Linked DNA regions of Sus scrofa: regions 1 and 3 are each linked to region 2. The links are chromatin contacts, called in public Hi-C maps. All regions are on one chromosome and are shown on one strand. The core of a region is the stretch at or near the end of the contact, and the rest is flanking DNA. Distances in the headings are between cores, read along the strand shown.

Region 1 (2,747 bases), core at 118-2,617, 200 kb before region 2:
TATTGTAGATTCCACAAACAAGCGATACCATATGGTATTTGTCTTTCTCTTTCTGACTTCACTTAGAATGAGTCTCTAGATCCATCCATGTTGCTGAAGATGGCATTTGTTTGTCTTTTTTATGACTGAGTAATATTCCACCATGTATATGTACTGCATGTTCTTAATCTACTCATCTGTCAATAGACATTGAGGTTGTTTCCATGTCTTGGCTATTGTGAATAGTGCTGCTATGAACACAGGGATGCGTGTATCTTTTTCAGTGAAACTTTTGTCCAGATATATGCCCAGCAGTGGAATTGCTGGATTATATGGTAGTTCTATGTTTAGTTTCCTGAGGTACCTCCATACCATTTTCTAAAAGAATTCAGTGCTCCCTGAGTGGACTCTGCCTGAGGTTTTGTGTTTTAAAAAAACGATTTATTGTTCCCCTTGTGGCTCATCAGTAAAGAACCTGACTTGTATCCATAAGGATGAGGTTCCATTCCTGGCCTCTCTCTGTGGATTAAGGATCTGGCGTTGCTGTGAGGTGTGGTGTAGGTTGCAGACATGGCTCAGATCTGGTCTTGCCGTGGCTGTGGCCTAGGCCGGCAGATGCAGCTCCTATTCGATTCCTAGCCTGGGAACTTCCATAGGCCCATATGCTATGGGTGCGGCCCTAAGAAACAAAACAAAACAAAACCCCTATTTGTTATTATATTTATTTTTAATTAAAATATGGTTGATTTACAATGTTGTACCAGTCTCTGCTGTATAGCGAAGTGGCCCAGGCATATATGTATACATACGTATATATATACATTCCCTTTCCTGTGTTATTTTCCAGCATGTTTTATCCCAAGAGTCGGGATATGGTTCCTGTCCTGTACAGTAGGACCTCATTGCTCATCCATTCTACATGTACTAGTTTTATCTGCTAACCGCAAACTCCTCCTCGCTCCCGGCTTCCCCTTGGCAACCACAAGTCTGTTCTCTTATGTAAAAGAGCACTTTTTAGAGCCGTTTTAGGTTTACAACAAAATGGAGAGGAAGGTACAAATATTTCCCATATGCCCTCGGCTTCCCAAATGCCTAGCCGCCCCCGCCATCTACATCCCCAACCAGAACTGCCTTTTCTTTTAAACCAAAGATGAGCTTACATGGACTTTTTTTTTTTTTTTAATTTACAAAGAAGAGAATAAAAACTAAGTCGATCAAAGCCTCAGGAATGAATGGCCCACGTGCACGTCACCCCTCGTTTCACGTTCCTTTCTTCTCAGTGAAAAAGCTCATTTATCAGAAGCAAAACACAACCTTAATATCCGCGTGTGGCCGGAGAATTTGTTTACATGGACCTTGTCCTACCTCCCACGTCCTGTAGATGGAGCTACATCCTCAGGCACAAGTTCCTTGTTTCCACATCTTCCAGGTTTCAGGAAAGGACATCCCTGAAAGACAGTTTTAGTGTCTGCCCTGAAGACTTTTCATTGCTTTTACCGTGGGTAGTGCTACAACGTGCAAGACTTGGTGCTAAAGAAAAAGCACGTTTTTTTTTTTTTGGTGTGTGTGGCTTTTTAGGGCTGCACCTGCGGCATATGGAGGTTCCCAGGCTGGGGTCCAATCAGAGCTGTAGCCCCTGGCCTATGCCACAGCAACGAAGGACCCAAGCTGAGACTGCGACCTACACCACAGCTCACAGGCAACACCGGATCCTTAACCCACAGAGCGAGGCCAGGGATCCAGCTGGCATCCTCTTGCCTGCTAGTTGGATTCGTTTTGGCTGAGCCACAGGAACTCCAAAACAGAACGTTTTTGAGAGGCAAGTCTTGCACCTGCTCCCCTGTCTTTGCAGGGAGCCCGTTTTAAATAACATTGGCCAACATGTTGCTGGTATTTGGTATTTCTGTGCTTTGTGAACAGTTAAACTGCAAAAGGGCCCATTATTCGGAGTCCTTTTCCACAGGTGTTTCCTGTGTCCTGGCCTCGTCCCTTGCTCCGTGTGACTGAATGACCATATATAGCCAATTGCAGTGACCTGTTGTGTTTCCCCCAGTCGGTGAGCAAACATTGCCTATCTGTGGACGGAGGGGTGCACTTTATTTCTTCCCCACGTGGTTTCCAAGGGATGTGAGAACACAATGTGTCAGGCCGACAGGAAACTCAAAAAAAGAAACAGAAAGAGAAAAGGTTTTAAAGGATCTGACTGTGTCTGTGACATGGCACCGGATCTGTTCATGGATTCCAAAACCAGGAGGAGAAACTTGGTGCTTTAAAAGGAAAAGAAAAATCCAAGCGATGTGGAAAGGACTTTGAATAGCAATATTAATCTAGAAAACATTTTTATCAAGGGAATTTGCCTATGTCTTGGATGCTTTTTAACTTACTCAACAGGGCACTGAGTGCATTTTGCTTCTTGATATAAGAAGAAAAGAACCCTTCAAGAAGTTTTTAAGATGTTTTGTTATTCTTTCCTAGTAAATCCCAAATTTGTAGGTTGAGTCGGAGGCGTCTTAAAATCCAACCAATGATTTTAATTGTAACCGAAATATCATCTTGCACGTAAGACACGGTAATCATTTAGAAGTTTGCTGACAGAGATGCTCACAGCCAAGTAAATATTTTGCTCCACATTTTTAAGTGGGCTGTTAAAAATTTTACCCCTCCAGTGTAATTTTCATTCTCTAAAGCTATAATATTTTCAATAATCAAACCTCTTTCTTTTTTTCTTTTTTTGGATTAATATGTGAATTTTCAGATTGCGTTAATTT
Region 2 (2,785 bases), core at 79-2,578:
TCCATAGAATTTCAGGAGGCTCTCGGAGCCATGCTTAGAATCTCCACGGCCAGAAACACAGATAAACATGCTGCAGCACAGCTCTGAAAGGACACTGCTGCCAGACCTGTTGCCCTCGGATGCTGCAGCTGTTACCTCTGCCAGACCGCAGGACCCTAGAGGTCTACACTGTGAGGCTGTGATTGAGGCTTAGCAGAAGTCTACATAGCATGCATATAGATGGCAGGTACCTCCCCACAAAGGGAGACCAAGACCCCTCCTGACACGGTTCCCACCCCCCCCCACACACACACGTGTTTGCTTAGAACTTCTGTCTGAGTTGACATGATGTGTTGCGGAGTGTTCCATACATATGGGCACCACGCTGTACCTTAGGTCCCCAGAATTGAGTCCATCCTACAAGAAGGCAGCCAAGGGATCTTGAGAGTTTCCAAATGGACAGCGGACAGAAGACAGTCTGTTCCTCCTTCCTCTCCAGGGGCCAGCTGCCCTCACATCCCAGGTCCCATGCTTTTAGAGAGCGCCTTCACCCCACACGCCTTGGCACATCCCAAGAGCCATCACTGTGGAGTGAGTACAGAAGAAGGAACACATTATTGTCGCAGTGCTGTTGGGGGAGTAGGAACTAACCTGAAGATGGAGGGAAAAGAATGGGAGGCTCCTCGGAGAGGAAGGACCCTTAGTCAAGAGTGAACGACCTTGAGGAAAGGGGACTCCATTTGGCCAAGAGGAAAATCTTTTAGCAAAAAGATGATCTTTTCTTCTGTCCACAGAGTTCCCTTTATTGCGTCCCAGCGGAACCTGTGAGTGCCTGCGTCCTTTGCATGCTCTTGCTTTTATCTCCTCTACAATCTCCTTTGTCTGGATCGGTGGCCAGGTGGTCAGCTACCTGGCGTAAGTGGTGCTGGGGCCATTAGACTCAGACCCCACAACCTGACCTCCACTGCTCCATTGTGGAAGCTTTCTTTCACTCACTTGACCTTGGTACCTAATCTCCAAGACAACGCATGGTTTATCTACAGTCAACAAAGAGAATGCAGTGGACAACAGCTCTAAGAGCTGGCATTTGATTTCACATAATCCTGCTGCTCAATGCCTTTCAAATTCCTATCCTAGCCCTTTCAAAAATCTAAGAAGCTGAGGATCCTTAGAAAAACAAAATGGAATTCCCAGGGCACGCACAAAGATAAACCCAGAGAGCCTTCATTGACCTTGTTTTCTGGACTCTTAGAAACATCTAAAATTTATTATCCCTCTGCAGCTCTGCATGCCACTGGTCCTCAGGCGAGCTCCCACACAGGGAGCAGCAACCAGTTGTCTGCAAACACGTGACTCACATCACATTAACTTCAGGCATGTGATGCTATAGGATCATGTGCTACGGAAGAACCTCACCCCTGACCCCGGGAGGTCCCTGCTCAGCCTCTGCAGAGAAATCTTTCTCCGAGTACATTGTGTTTTCACTGGGTGCCTTTAGACATGCAGGTCCTCTGCCTCGGTCACAGCAAGTCCCTCCCCTTGAAATGCAGAAACTTTACCTTAATAACCTCAGAGGGCTGGACATACAACACTACACTCTTGGGTCTGCTGAATGGCTTTTCTATTTTATGACCATTTCATAAGACTTAGACTTTATTTTGCAAATGCTTATTAAATCAGCCTCAAAATGCCCCCAAGCATTGCTTCTTGGGAAGGTGCAACCCGAGGCACCAAGTAGATTTTCTGATTCACAAGCTAAAATGCCTTTGTACAGAAGTTTTTTCCTGATAATAAAATTGCTGACAGATGCTTATGCGCCGTTAAAAACCATGTTTTATAGTCTGAAGTTCATTTCCTTTTCTTCTTCCCACCCAAGGACTCTGGCAAAGTTCAAATTAAAACACACACACACACACACACAAACCTGTAAGACATAAAAGATTATTCATTATTAGTAAAACATGAAAGCCCATGTGTTAATCTTTTTATAAACAGCAAATATTTCAACATACGAACAATAAGTGCTTTGATTTTTGGCAAATGTTACAGAAGAGATGAGGACAGAAAAGAAAGACTCAGGGTTACAAAAATACAGAGATCTTTGGAGAAGAAGCATCGTGTTTTTGCATGTCATCCTCTTTGGCAGCAAACGTGGACATTAGCTGGATCATTACATTTTGAAGGAAACATCACCATAAATGATTTCTTTGAGTCAAAAATATTTTACAATCTAAAGTAGCAAACTGACTGGTTATCCATCTACTTAAGAACTATTATTAGGAGTTCCTGCTGGGGCTTAGACCCCTGGACTGGGAACTTCCACATGCTGCAAGTGCAGCCCTAAAAAGAAAAAAATAAAACAAAAAGAACTATTATTAGAGTCGAAAATATCAGAACTGGTAGAGTTTCCTGGTGCCCTAGCAATTACGGATTAGGTGTTGTCACTGCTGTGGCTCGGGTTAAGTCCCTGGCACAGGAACTTCTGCATGCCACCAGTGCAGCCGGAAAAAAAACATTAGAACTGAAATTTCCAAGGCATTAAGAAATTAATTCTTGAAGTTCCCACTGTGGCTCGGTGGTAATGAACCTGACTAGTGTCCCTGAGGATGCGGATTCCATCTCTGGCCTTGCTCGGTGGGTTAAGAATCTGGCGTTGCTGTGAGCTGTGGTGTAGGTTTCAGACAGGGCTCAGATCCCGAATTGCATTGGCTGTGATGCAGGCTAGCAGCTACAGCTCCTATTGGACCTCTAGCCTGGGAACTTCTATATGCCACAAGTCTGGCCCTAAAAAGACCAAAAAAAAAAG
Region 3 (2,700 bases), core at 84-2,583, 200 kb after region 2:
CCAGGCACCCCGGCCATCCTGGTTGGGCTTCCCTCTCCTCTCGGGGCTCTTCCCCCCCAGGCCCTCGGGCAGTGACCTGGGAAGGCCAGGGAGATCACGGTGCCAGAGGGGAGTCACCGAGTGAGACCTGCTCACCTGCAGGGCAGGCCTGCCCCTCCGCAGGCCGCAGCGAGATCTGCGAAGCTGGTCCTAACCAGCCCAATAGCCCATTGTGACCTGTGCTGACTGACCCCCAAGACATGCCACTTTCCCAGGGACTTTCAAGTACATTGTCACAACTCCGAAATAGCCACAGGATCGGTTCTATTCCTATATTTGAGTTGAGAACACCAAAGTTTCTTAAAATTATGCATATTTTATATTGATAAAAATAGTGCATGTAGCTGTAGAACCATCACACCGGGTAGCTAATCAATCAAGATAATAATAGAGCGATAGTACATGTTATTCAGTCTTAAGCGGTGCCTGTAACCACATCGAACAATAAATATGAAGTCAGAACAGCTCAAGTTGCAAACTTGAAACGCTCCAAGAAAGTATGGTAATAGCAAAGCCCATGAAGAATATACGTGTGGGGTCAAAGCAGAGCCTGCGGGACCGAGGGAGATGTGTGGGAAACTGACTTGCCCTTTTCTTCCATTAAAGGGCAGGTTTTCTGAAAAAAAGATGGTTCAATTTCCTCCCTCCAAGCTGCCTTTTTAAAATAACATAACATAACACATGTTTTGACACAACTCCACATGACTCAGAGGCCTTCTTAAAATAAGACCAGACTGCATTCGTGGAGACTGAGTCACCTCTAACCTCCTGAACTTGCCGAGGATTCGGATCCAGGATGTATGTTCGTCCCTCAGAGGCGATGGGAAGGTTCTGGGGGCAGCGCACCTGGCCTTCAGTCAAGTGTTTTATCCCTGGCACTGCAAACAAGCGGGGTTTTTCTGCCTTTCGCATCGCCTCGCCAGGAACGAAAGACAGCATGTCAAACTGTGGTTTCCAGGGTAAACAAATAAAGACGACCCACTCCAGAAAATAAACGATTCCCGGAATGATTTTTAAAAGGAAGGACAACGTCGCGTGGGGACGTATGTGGCGCTCATCCAGTCCGGGCCTTCTGCAAGCGCCGCAGCCCCGAGAGGCAGGGGCGTCTTCTGAGTTAATTGCAGCGGGAGACACGTCCTTCTCCGGGACCCAGAAAACTTCCCGGTAGAAGTCCAGCGCCGTTGGGCGTTTTTCTTCTGAGTAAAGGTTGGGAACTCAAGGCGCCTCGGGCCCACGCCCACTGGTCTACGCTGCCTTCACCCAGCGCAAGCGCGCGGGTTCCCCTGGCAGGATTCCGCACAAAAAGCTGACAGGCCTGTGCGTTCGGCGGCACAGCCCTCGTGCAGCGGGACCGGGACGCTCACCCTTGAACGTGGGCGATCTGGCGTTGAGTCCTTTCTCCCCCAAGCTGCCGCCCCCGCGTTCTTTATGTGAAGAAGTGACCCTGAGTCACGTAGAGTTCGGATGCGCAGAAGGCGGGCTCATGCCTGTGGACATTTTCCCAGGCCTTGAGGACGGTCGCCGGGACTGCTGTTAACAACAGCGGGACCGCAGCGCTCATGACCGAGCCGCCTGGACTCCACCGGCACGGCTGTCCCCGCGGGCTGAGCCAGTGTCCTTAGCGACCGGGGCGGCGGCTGGACAACTGCGATCACGCCCGGTGAGGGATGGCTCTCGCCCAGTCGCCCTTGCGTGGCATCTCTATCCCCCGTTTTTAAGCCCCGGCCGGCCTGAGACCCGGCCCCCACCCCCACCAGGCCCTGGTTCAGAACAGCGGCCTTGGAGGCTCCGCGCCTGCCCTTCAAGGCGCCCCAGCGCCCTGGCCGCACCCCCGACCGATGGCACTGACGCACAGTCGGGCTGTGAAGGCAGCGCTTCTCGCTCACCCGCTCCCGGACGTGGAACGGAGAGAAAACGCCCCCCTGAAAGAGCCACCTTCCAGATGTGCCCGGCTCAGGGCCGGCCCCGAGTGTCACGTCCTGGTGGGAAGTGACTGCGTGTGTTTTGTTCAGATCCAAGGCCCTGTTGACAAAGCCGTGCTGCAGGTGTCCCCCTGAAATGGTCACACGGTGACCTTCCCTGGTCAAAGAGGCCTCTAAATGGTATCCCGGGTCTCGTCTCCCGTGCACATCTGAAGGTCTGCTGTTTCGGAGAGGGCAGTGCCCTGGTCACGGAGATTTAAAGCACCCTGTGGGGTCAGATTTTAACAGGAACCCAAATAATAGCAACCCCTTTCTTTGTTGGCCACCCCCAGGGCTCACTCTGGATGTTTTTAATAGCAAGGGACCTCATCTAGCCGTCCATGAGGCTAACTGATTTCTATACCTTTTTCTCTTCTATCCCCCCCACCTCCCGCTCCCCATTCCCCGCCCCCCCCCTTATTCAATTAAAAGAATCAGCGAGCCCTTTGGCTCCCTTTTCCTGGAGCAAACTTTTTCACAAACTTTTTTTAATTTACTCAAAGGAAGAGTTTAAAAAATGCTGAAGCATAGCATGCACACACCACATGCATAAGAAGACGCAGCAAGACCGCTGCGGTTGTCCAAGAGGATCCTGCGGCCAGGGCTGCCTGGCGGCCCCAGCGGACATAGGGCTAAGCCCACGGGGTCACATCTGGGAGAGAGAGTGTGTGAATGGAGCGGAGCCGGCCTCCCACACGAC

What was found. Hi-C and Micro-C count contacts between places; a contact is called where the count stands out from the background.
Region 1: a Hi-C map of retroperitoneal adipose tissue shows a contact between it and region 2, with 2.3 times the contacts expected there. The contact joins two enhancer-like sites. A contact is called at or near these places in 2 of 47 Hi-C or Micro-C datasets (retroperitoneal adipose tissue and subcutaneous adipose tissue).
Region 3: a contact with region 2 is called in a Hi-C map of embryonic fibroblasts, with 2.5 times the contacts expected there. The contact joins two enhancer-like sites. A contact is called at or near these places in 1 of 47 Hi-C or Micro-C datasets (embryonic fibroblasts) and 1 of 2 datasets of contacts at active chromatin or transcription factors (skeletal muscle).

What each region holds. Positions count from the first base shown.
Region 1 is chr10:65,728,719-65,731,465 of Sscrofa11.1, forward strand. No RefSeq gene overlaps it. Among named protein-coding and RNA genes, the nearest start is that of AKR1E2, 37 kb to the left of the region's middle. Within about 2 kb of position 1,368, at least 10 of the 83 cell types and tissues checked have an H3K27ac peak or open chromatin away from gene starts, as enhancers often do. A contact at or near this core is called in retroperitoneal adipose tissue, where this site is marked.
Region 2 is chr10:65,929,608-65,932,392 of Sscrofa11.1, forward strand. No RefSeq gene overlaps it. Among named protein-coding and RNA genes, the nearest start is that of AKR1E2, 240 kb to the left of the region's middle. Within about 2 kb of position 1,329, at least 10 of the 83 cell types and tissues checked have an H3K27ac peak or open chromatin away from gene starts, as enhancers often do. A contact at or near this core is called in embryonic fibroblasts and retroperitoneal adipose tissue, where this site is marked.
Region 3 is chr10:66,133,423-66,136,122 of Sscrofa11.1, forward strand. No RefSeq gene overlaps it. Among named protein-coding and RNA genes, the nearest start is that of KLF6, 350 kb to the right of the region's middle. Within about 2 kb of position 1,334, at least 27 of the 83 cell types and tissues checked have an H3K27ac peak or open chromatin away from gene starts, as enhancers often do. A contact at or near this core is called in embryonic fibroblasts, where this site is marked.